Regions from separate parts of the Zea mays genome. Here all the other regions are linked to region 2. Evidence: chromatin contacts called from public Hi-C data. All regions are on one chromosome and are shown on one strand. The core of a region is the stretch at or near the end of the contact, and the rest is flanking DNA. Distances in the headings are between cores, read along the strand shown.

Region 1 (3,114 bases), core at 375-2,874, 300 kb after region 2:
GAAGTGAGAAAAGAAAGAGTCGTAGCACTCCGTTGATACTTGAGTTTATATTCGTCCTCACCTTTTTATCTCCATCAATCTATTAGCTACAAGAGAAAGAATTATAGATTATCTCTTTAAACTCTTGTACGTGGTGGTGCCCGACGTGTCCAGATGCAACGCCATCCGTTTATGTTCCCGCTTTCTTCAGTACATACTGTGTTTTTTAGGTACTTCCCGTACCTCGGTCGGTACTGCAGTACTGCTCGTTACCCACTTACCCATCGCCGTAGCTGATGTTCTGCGCGCGGTAAAAATTACACACACACACCGAGCCGGACGACGACGCGAACTAGAACAGGCCGGCCCATCTCGAAGCCCATCTCGAAGCACCACAAAAGGGATCCAGTCCCGATGCCGTACCAGTGTAGCTGAGTAGGCCCATTCAAGCATCGTCCATTTTCTTTTTCTGTCAGGCGATCGAAACGCGTTGACGGAAATCTGACGAGCTTTTCTGAAAATCTGGCTGTGGGGAGAATCTGAGTATCATTACGATTACGTGTGGAGGAAGATAAAGTTGTTTATAGGGCTCAGGATCTAGAAAGTGACGGATTCCTACTATTACAACGACTCAACCGATTACGTGTTTATGTTGATTTTGGATGGTTTTTGCCCTAATGAATTGTATAGAAGCTGACTGAAAAGCTGAGCGTTTGTCAGTCCGCAGCAGCTTTTGGTGGCCAGAAGCTGCTAGAAGCCGAAACAAACAGGCACCAAGCATGTCTGAAGGAAGAGCGAGCATCTCTGCGTGTGAAATTAAAACTGTATACGTGCACAGACAGGTGTTCTACTGTAAACACGGTCAGAATATAATAATTCTCCTTTAAATATCTTCAGAAGATAATAGTAGTAATTCACACAGATCTCTTCTGCAGACTCATACATGGATTTGGAACAAACACGTGCGACCACCATGACACGCTCACGATTCAGTGCTCTCTGGGAAGGTGACGCACTTGTACACCCTGCATCTTGGGCACAGGATGAAGCCCGCCTGCATGCATGCATGTACACATGTAACACCATCAGAATTCAGAAGAAGAGATGGAGTGGAGGCGAAGAAATAGTCTTTGTTACTGACAGCCTTGCAGGTGGGGCAGCGGCGGTACACCCGGCTGCCGGTCTCCGACTTGACGTTGTTCTTCTTGCCCTGGCAGAAGTCGCAGAGCACCCACCCCGCGCCGCCGCACGCTCCGCACCCGCCTACGCCTTCTTCCTTGGGACAAATCGATTCACGGCAAGGCAAGAGACGCATGCGGCAGCATCAGCTTTGCCGCGCCCGGCCTTGCTTTCTGAGGTACGTAATACGGTGCTGAGACCGATGACTGACCTCGGTGCCGTCGACGGCAAGCGGCGGCAGCTCGGCCTGCTCCCGCGGGACGGACGCGCATCCGACGACCTTGCCGCCGTTCCTCCTCGCACGCCCGCGCCGTGGCATCGCCGCCCGGGACGGTGCCGGCGGTGAGCCGCAGCGGCATGGCCCAAGCCCAAGCCCAATCCACCGGTCCAGGCTCGCGGCCACGCTGCTCCACTGCGCCATGCCGCAGGAGCTGTGCCTGTGCGGCTGCGGTACCTTCTCCTCTTCTCCACCGCTCCTTCTCCTTTCGTGGATAATAAACCCAGCGACAGCGAGTGGAGTGGAAGTAAGCCTAACGCTCTCTGACGCCATGGCCCCACGCGAATCCACCTGCTGCTGGCACTCGTTCTCCCGCATCCATTGCACGGTCAACGTGGTCCTGGGCCCTGGGCAAACGCAACGGGCCCAAACTTCCAGCGGATCACTTCAAAAGCAAACGAAAGGTGCTGAGTTCAATTCAAAGTCACATCTGAAATTTGCTTTTTAGCTAATTTTCTCGAATCACCTTTACATCTGTTTTTATCTGCGATGCCTTTTAGCTTTCACACAGCCTATAATTCACACCCCATAACTTTAAGCAGCCTTTTCAACCAAATAACGCCTAATAAGTTTTAAAACTTCGCCTACCCCGGCCCTTCTTCAAACTTGATTCGTCCTTTCTTTGCAACAACCTTCGACCCCTTCATCTGCTTAGAGACTAGCGATGGCAGACTTGTCCTCAACATAAATAAGAGCAATGCAGTATCTCTAAATCTACGCCTTTAGGAAGGATACGATGATGTCATGGCAATGACACTAAGGTATCAAATGTCCCTAATGCTCCATTTAGATGCCAATATTGGAGTGGATGGAATTGAATTGAGTTGAATACCAAATCAGGCATGTCATTGAAATGAGATGTAATTTCAATTCTATTGTTTGGATGTCACTGAATTAGAGTTTAGAATTGTGTTCCGGGGGTGAGGGCCCGATGATTATATACTAGGTGCCCTCGGAGGCGAGGGCCCTTGATGGTTGTGTTTGTCATATGCCCTAGGGCATGGGCGCGAAATTTTTTCCGTCTCAGATCTCAAGGCCAGAGGGGGCCACAGAGGTCTACCTGTTAGATTCCTTGGGTCGTGAGGAGCCCTCCACGATGTGAGTGGTCCTAAGGGTTGCCTTTTAGACGTCCCTAGATGTGAGGGGCCTTGGAGTGTTCCCGAGGCATATGGGATCGCTAGGTCCAATTTGGTATTCTTTTTATGGTCTGTAGATCTTCTCAAGAGGATCCTTATGCAAGTCCTGACAACGGTCATGGCCTCGAGGGTATGCCTTCCCCTAGGTGCTGATAAGGGCCCCTAGATCCACTACCGGACTGCCCTTCTGGTGGGCCTAGACCTTGTGACACCTCACATATCGGTATAGCCTAGAAACTGTTGCGTCTTTTAATATCATTTTATAGATATTATATCATGTTGTTTGGTATTCACTGAAGTGTGTCGTTCGGTCCGGGACTTAAGACACCAGAGCGGCGCACACATATGGCCATTCTTATCATGGCGGGATATGACAACCCATTGATCTCAATGGTTATGATTGTTGAAAGTCACCTAGAGTGGGGGTGAATAGGCGGAATCTGAAATTTATAACTTAAAAGACAAACTACAAGCCGAGGTTAGCGTTAGAAAAAAATATGAGTCCGTGAGAGAGGGGGAAAACAAATCAACCAAGAAATAAAG
Region 2 (3,356 bases), core at 120-2,619:
TTATTGGACAATAAGCAAGAGAAACCTTGTGAGCAAACACGTGAAAACACAGAACTGGAAAACATGTATAAAGTGTCATAACCCCAACCAAACAAAGTGGTTTAGAAAACACATGGCAGAACACAAGGGTACTGCAAAGGGTATTATTTATTGCCCACATTTGTGGAAATGAAGATCGAGTGAAAAGAAATTACATTCTCATATTCTGCAAAACTAATTGTTTAACATACTATGATTTGCATGGAATAAATTATTGAAAGCATCAGATTTGCATTAATTCAATAGCTAGATTAATTAATGCAAGGGCAATAACAAAATAAGGCATGCCTATCATAGAGAGAAGCCCTGTTACCTGCTGTCATCATAGTTCCACCAGAGTATGGAGTTGGCCCAGCAATTTGCATTGGCCCGTAGGGGCTCCCCATTGGTATGGGACCACCATATCCATATGAATACGCAGAACCCCCAGGAAATTGCGGAATACCATAGCGTGTCACCGCAGGCCCATTAAACATTGAGGATCCATATGGGGGAGCGCCCCCACCAAGGTACATCGATGGTGGCGTCCCAGGGCCCATGTAACCCCCTGACGTGGGATAGTGAGGCGGGGTTTGCATGGCCTTCTGAATGGCAAGCAACAGCAGCACGACATAAATGCAAGCGGGCAAGCAAAAGTACCCACAGACACGCTCCATGAAAGCGACAAGCAAACAATCTACAGCAAGAATAAAGTGAGGCAAAACCATTATGTACCGTGTGATCTGCTGGCCTGGACTGGTTGCAGCTGCGCATGTTGCAAGTGGTGCGGAAGGCGAAGTTGACGTTCTTGCAGCTGGGGCAAACCCAGTCGTCCTCACGCCGGCTGCCTGAGAACACCGTTTATTGTCCCCCACCAATGGGAAATCCACTCAGATGCAGCTTAGATACGTAGGGTGCGACAAGAGACAACTTAGCGGCGGAGCCAGAGCGACCTACCGTCGGTGCGGGCGCGCTTCCCGGCGGACTGGCTGCGCCTGTCGACCTGCAAACCCATGCACTAATTCGTGAGACCTCGCTGGATGGGCGAGATCCAGAGGGGAATCGGTGAGCACAGCGCGGGGAGCTCAGATGACAAAGCTAACAATCTTTCAGCGCGACTGATGTGCGGCGACACCGACTCGAACCCTAATCGACCGGCGGAATCGAGGAGAACGAGGAGATGGGAGCGGTACCTGAGAAGACATAGCTGAAGGTGAACCGGTGGTGGCGGCGGCGGGCTAACGGCGCGGCGAGAAGCATGTGCTCCTTGCAGCGGGAGGGACAATCGCAGACGCCGCCGCGGCGACGGGCGGCGTGCGAAGCGAGCGGAGGGGGAATTCGGCAGACGAAGCAGTAGCTAGGGTTTTGTTGTGAATTGGCCTTCAAACTCAGATGTGCACAACAGTGACATCGCATTTTGATTTGCCTCAGCCGTCCGCGTCAGCGATGTACCTGACGACGACAACTCCTCGACTCGGACGACGAGGCCGGCCCAGACGAGGAGAACTTTAGGCCCAATCTGATACGTGGGCCCTTGCAAACTCGCGAGCAAAGACGTTCTCGCCCAGTACAGTTCATAGTTAAACTAGATACCCGAGAATTAAATAATGGTTCCATATGGATTAAACAGAATTGAAAAAATTAAAGAAAAAAATTAATTTATTAAGGATTAAAACACTCTTAATTCTGTTTAATCCACAAGGATTGAGAAGGAAACGAACATACTCTCGTGTTTTTAGAATCTAAGTATTGTGGGGAGCCATGTTTTCTAATCGTCCGATAAATAGCAATTAATCGACGATTAATCGGGTGATCGGAACCGCATACCCGATCGATCCTTCTCATCGACGCGATCATAGCGATTAGAAAGTTGATCATCTGACTAATCATCAATTAGTCATGATTAATCGGACGATTAGAACGTGGACGATCAATTTCTGAATTACTTTGGACCATCGACTTGCTTCACTTTTTTCTTGACTCGGCCAATTGGTCTCAGTCCAGCCCACGGTAGGTCGGTAGCTACTGCTGAAACCCTATCTCATCAATATCTCTCCCACATGCTCGTCAGTCGTCACAACTAGTGTTGGGAATTGGGCCAGGCCGGGCCAGCCTGACTCAATCTCATCGTGCTTCGTGTCAAACGGGTTTGGGCCAGGAAAGCCCAAATAACTTTTGGGTCATGCCGTGCCGGCCCGAAGTGTAAAAACAGTGGCCTAGCCCGGCCCTAAACCACGTCGTGCCTTTGTTGGGCCGTGTCGGCCCAAGCCCGGCCCGTATATTTGACCACATAAAATCAAAATATTACAACCATATAAAGTTCATAGCTTACTAAATTAAACATATTAAACAATTTTAGCATCATTTAACTGCATAAACTCCAAATATAACAACAATATAAAGTCGATATCTTACTAAATTAAAGAAATTAAACAGATTGGGCTTAATTGGGCCGTGCCGGCCTAAGCCCGGCCCATCTATGCGGGCCGTGCCGGGGACCCGACGGGCCAGAATTTGAGGCCCGGCCCAGGCCCGCCTTCGGGTCGTGCTAGCTCGGCCCATATTATTTTGTGTCGGGTCGTGCTTTGGGCTCCTGTTTTCGGGTCGTGCTCGTGCTAGCCCGAAAAGCCCGACCCATATTCCCACCACTAGTCACAACCCAACTGCCGCATCCTTGCACTGGCAACTCTCTCAAGTCTCAACCCCTCATTGCCCTCTCTCCTTCGGCGTTGTAGCACCTCAAAATTCTATTTCGGGAAATCGTGAAAACTTCTCCAAAAAGATGCAATACTAAACGACCTTTAAATAAGGATTTTCTTCTTCTCAAAACTATTTTTCTCTTAAACATAAATAAAAAGAAAGACTTTCAATATATCTACTAAAATAGAGTATTCACTCCATAAACCACATGATTATAAACAATCCAGAATAATTAATTAATAACTGATTTGGATTGATTTTTAACAAATCCAAAATAATAAGGTGTGTGGTGCGTATTGGAAATGTTAGCCTAAATAGGTAAATAAAGTTATTCATATAAATTTTTGTTGCATTTCATGCTGGTTCTTTGAATTTTGCATTTAAATTTAGGTTTTAAAATTGTTGGTCACTTGTTCTCAAATGCTACGAGTTAAGAACAAGGCAACACAGATGTTAATGGTTAAAGACCTTCGTCCTTCGAAGCATTATCTCCATTAGGATATAATGATCTTCACACGAAGGTTATGAAGGACGTACCTTCATCATCTCAATATGAAATAAAAAGCAGGAACATATGGGACATACAAAGAATATGAATAATCATATAAAATCATTAGATTATTTATATTCTCATTATA
Region 3 (3,104 bases), core at 283-2,782, 340 kb before region 2:
TGCAGCCTTAATAAGTAGTAGAGATATGAGTAATGGGTATCTAGATTCAAATTGTTGTTTCAAATAAGTTACTACCGATGCAAGGGTACCTTAAAACGATCGACCCCCACCCACTTTAAGCATGTTCGTTTTAATGTCAATATATGTGGATTGGACGGGACTAGATAAGTTTAAATCCATAAAAACTCAAAATCTCAACTAGTTATTTGCATCCCCATCCAATTCATATGGGATGTAAATAATCGAATACGTCCTTAATGATAAAAGAACCAACAACAAAACCTCGATCATACCAAGTAATCTCCACCGGGGCACTTCGATCATGTCGGTCTTGATTTCGCTCATCTCGAACGATCTGATCTGGTCTCCGCGACCAAGTTGGGCCCGACCTCGGTCGCCTCAACAAATCCCGACCATAGTCCATACCGTGGTCGCATGGAGCAACTCCCGTTGTGAGGTAAATCAACCTAGGTCTTATAAACCTCAAAAGTCTCTTAGGCGCCACGGTCTAGAGGTACCATAGATCTCTATGCGGAGGTAACACATTGATGGTTCTCTGACCGTTCGACACATGCTTTTGATTAGGCGTGCGCCGAATGAAACGAACAATAAGAATGGCGCTTGAGACATTCGTGTCCAACCAACAAACTACTTAAAGGACATCCAGGATCAGATAGGCCATGACGGGCCTTGCCACAACCGTAAGACATCCAAGGGCCCAATATTGGTCAAAGCGTACGAGTAACTTTGAGTATAAATGACCGTTCTGTTATTTAATTTTAAAAAATTTAATAGTCACATACATCGATTTATCTTAAAGTGTATTTTGTTAAAAGCATAAATATTTTCATTTATATTTTGATAAAAAATACCGGGCAAAACTATATTTTAGATACCCTATAATTGTCCTAAATGACTTATAAATAGAACTAGAGCGAGTACGCATATTTTGATTTCCGTGCTGATTGTCCAAAGCGTCGCGTAGTAGTAAAAATAATAAAGTGTAAAAAAAAGAAGCATGTGGTAAATATGTTACAGTACACGTACCAAGTACAATAATGCATGTGGCAGGCACGCACAGGGGAATCGTCCTACGACGCCGATAGAGATCCAGTCCATTTTGACGCGGCAGCGCCCCACGTCCGTGCCGGGCCAGGCAAGCCGTACGGCAGAGCAGAGCAAAGCAGGCGCGCACGCATAGCCACTGCGTGGGTGTCAGTCAGGCCAGGCCAGACCAGAGGAGCCGCACTGCACGCGGTGGGGGGCAGCGGTACGACCACGAGTGGTAGTGGCGGTGGTACGTGTGCCCGACTGCCCGGTGCCCGCGACGCGCGATCGCTCTCGCTCCGGCCTGCCCGCCCCCACCAGTACAGTACCACCCGCGCCCCGTACGGCCTCCCCGTCCGTCCCCGTCGTGGGGGTGGGGCCGGCGCCGGCGGCACCACCACCCACCGCACCCGTCCGGGCCCGCCCCCGTGCCCGGTCGCTAATTACGCGCACCTGCCATCCGGCCGTCCACGCACACGGCGCACGCCACCAGGCCCCCGTCCGTCGCCGCGCCAGGACGCTTACCCACGCGGGAGGTCCTCTTCCTCGCCCGCTTTGCGCTGCTGCCTTCTCTCCGCTCGATTCCCCGCTGCCTCTCTCTCTAGTCTCTCTACACACGCCTTCCTCCCAGCGCCGCACCACACCATCAGGGCGGGCAGCACATTCCTCTCTCTCTCCCACTCCCACTTCTTCATCCTCCGCCGATTCCAGCACTACGCAGGTGGGCAGGGAAGGGATATTTTCTGCTCTGGCCCTATTTCTGGACGGCTGGGGAGGCGGCGAGGTGACGTGGACTGGCGCCGAAGACTTGCGTGAGAGGTAACTGGAATATTTCTCCTCAGCTGCTCGCTTCACCCCGGCGCCGCTCGTGTACCCTGCTGCCGCGCCGCTGATCGGGTTGACCTCATCTGCAGATCCCTGATCGGTTGCCGCGGCTGAGTTGGGAGGCCCGGAGACCTTGAGGAGCGATGCAGAGGGAGGTGGGGCCGCAGGTGGCCCCTCCGCTCTTCCTTCACCAGATCCAGCCGATGCCTCCCCACGCCGCCGCCGCCGCGAAGAAGCGCGGCCACCCGTGGCCCGCGGCCGGCGCCGCGGAGGCCGGCGCTGGGAACTGGAACCCCAGGCTGTGGGACTGGGACAGCCGCGCGCTCACCGCCAGGCCGTCCTCCGATGCGCTCCGCCTCGCCGGTGGCCAGCCCCAGCCGGCTGCTGAGGCGCAGCGCCAGGGGGCCGGCGCGCTGAACCTCCAGCTCGGCCTGCAGGAGGACTCCACGACCCCGATGGACGCCAGCCCGACGGCTCCCGCGGCGGCGGCGGCGGCGTCCCCGCCAGCTTCGGCTGCGGCGGGGCAGGAGCCGGTCGTTAGGCCGAGCAAGCGGGTGCGGTCTGGATCGCCGGGGGGCGCTGGGGGAGGGCCGGGCGGCGGTGGGACTGCCAACGGAGGCGCGAGCTACCCGATGTGCCAGGTGGATGACTGTCGAGCGGATCTGACCAGCGCCAAGGATTACCACCGGAGGCACAAGGTCTGCGAGACCCACAGCAAGACCACCAAGGCGGTCGTCGGCAACCAGGCTCAGCGCTTCTGCCAGCAGTGTAGTAGGTAAATAAATGACAGTAACTGCAGTAAACTGAGATTCGTTGTTGTGATGCTGCTGCTAGAGTGCTAGGAGTCTGTTTTTGTGATTTGATCGGTTGACATGGCTTGTGTGCGTGTGTGCTTGCTGGGCCAGAGGCATGTTTCTCTATCATGGCTTCATGGTGTCCGCTCTCGTCCGGCGATGGAGTGTAGGCTATGAGAGTTTTAGTTACTAATAAGCCGGTTCTTCTGATCAATCGTTTAGATTTCACCCACTCGCGGAGTTTGATGAGGGTAAGAGGAGCTGCCGGCGGAGGCTTGCTGGCCACAACCGGCGGAGAAGAAAATCCCAGCCAACAGATGTTGCTTCACAGTTGCTGCTACCTGTAAACCAAGAAAATGCAGCAAATAGAACACAAGATATTGTCAATCTAATTACAGTGATTGCGCGCTTGCAAGGTACTGACTACTAACACTCCAT

What was found. A called contact is a pair of places that touch in the nucleus more often than the background predicts.
Region 1: a contact with region 2 is called in a Hi-C map of ear, with 2.5 times the contacts expected there. The contact joins the promoter of LOC100275637 here to the promoter of LOC100272869 in region 2. A contact is called at or near these places in 5 of 25 Hi-C or Micro-C datasets (bundle sheath, ear, leaf and 2 more).
Region 3: a Hi-C map of endosperm shows a contact between it and region 2, with 3 times the contacts expected there. The contact joins the promoter of sbp16 here to the promoter of LOC100272869 in region 2. A contact is called at or near these places in 3 of 25 Hi-C or Micro-C datasets (bundle sheath, ear and endosperm).

What each region holds. Positions count from the first base shown.
Region 1 is chr1:194,421,729-194,424,842 of Zm-B73-REFERENCE-NAM-5.0, forward strand. It overlaps LOC100275637, which reads right to left and starts at 1,625. Exons shown (of 3, transcript NM_001374080.1): 1 at 1,370-1,625; 2 at 1,121-1,255; 3 at 828-1,033. The coding sequence starts at 1,579. The coding sequence ends at 962.
Region 2 is chr1:194,118,323-194,121,678 of Zm-B73-REFERENCE-NAM-5.0, forward strand. LOC100272869 (zn-finger, RanBP-type, containing protein) reads right to left here and starts at 1,370. Exons shown (of 11, transcript NM_001147322.1): 1 at 1,212-1,370; 2 at 976-1,021; 3 at 754-866; 4 at 353-623. The coding sequence starts at 1,223.
Region 3 is chr1:193,777,200-193,780,303 of Zm-B73-REFERENCE-NAM-5.0, forward strand. It overlaps sbp16 (SBP-transcription factor16), which reads left to right and starts at 1,533. Exons shown (of 11, transcript NM_001350289.1): 1 at 1,533-1,866; 2 at 1,962-2,647; 3 at 2,889-3,082. The coding sequence starts at 2,016.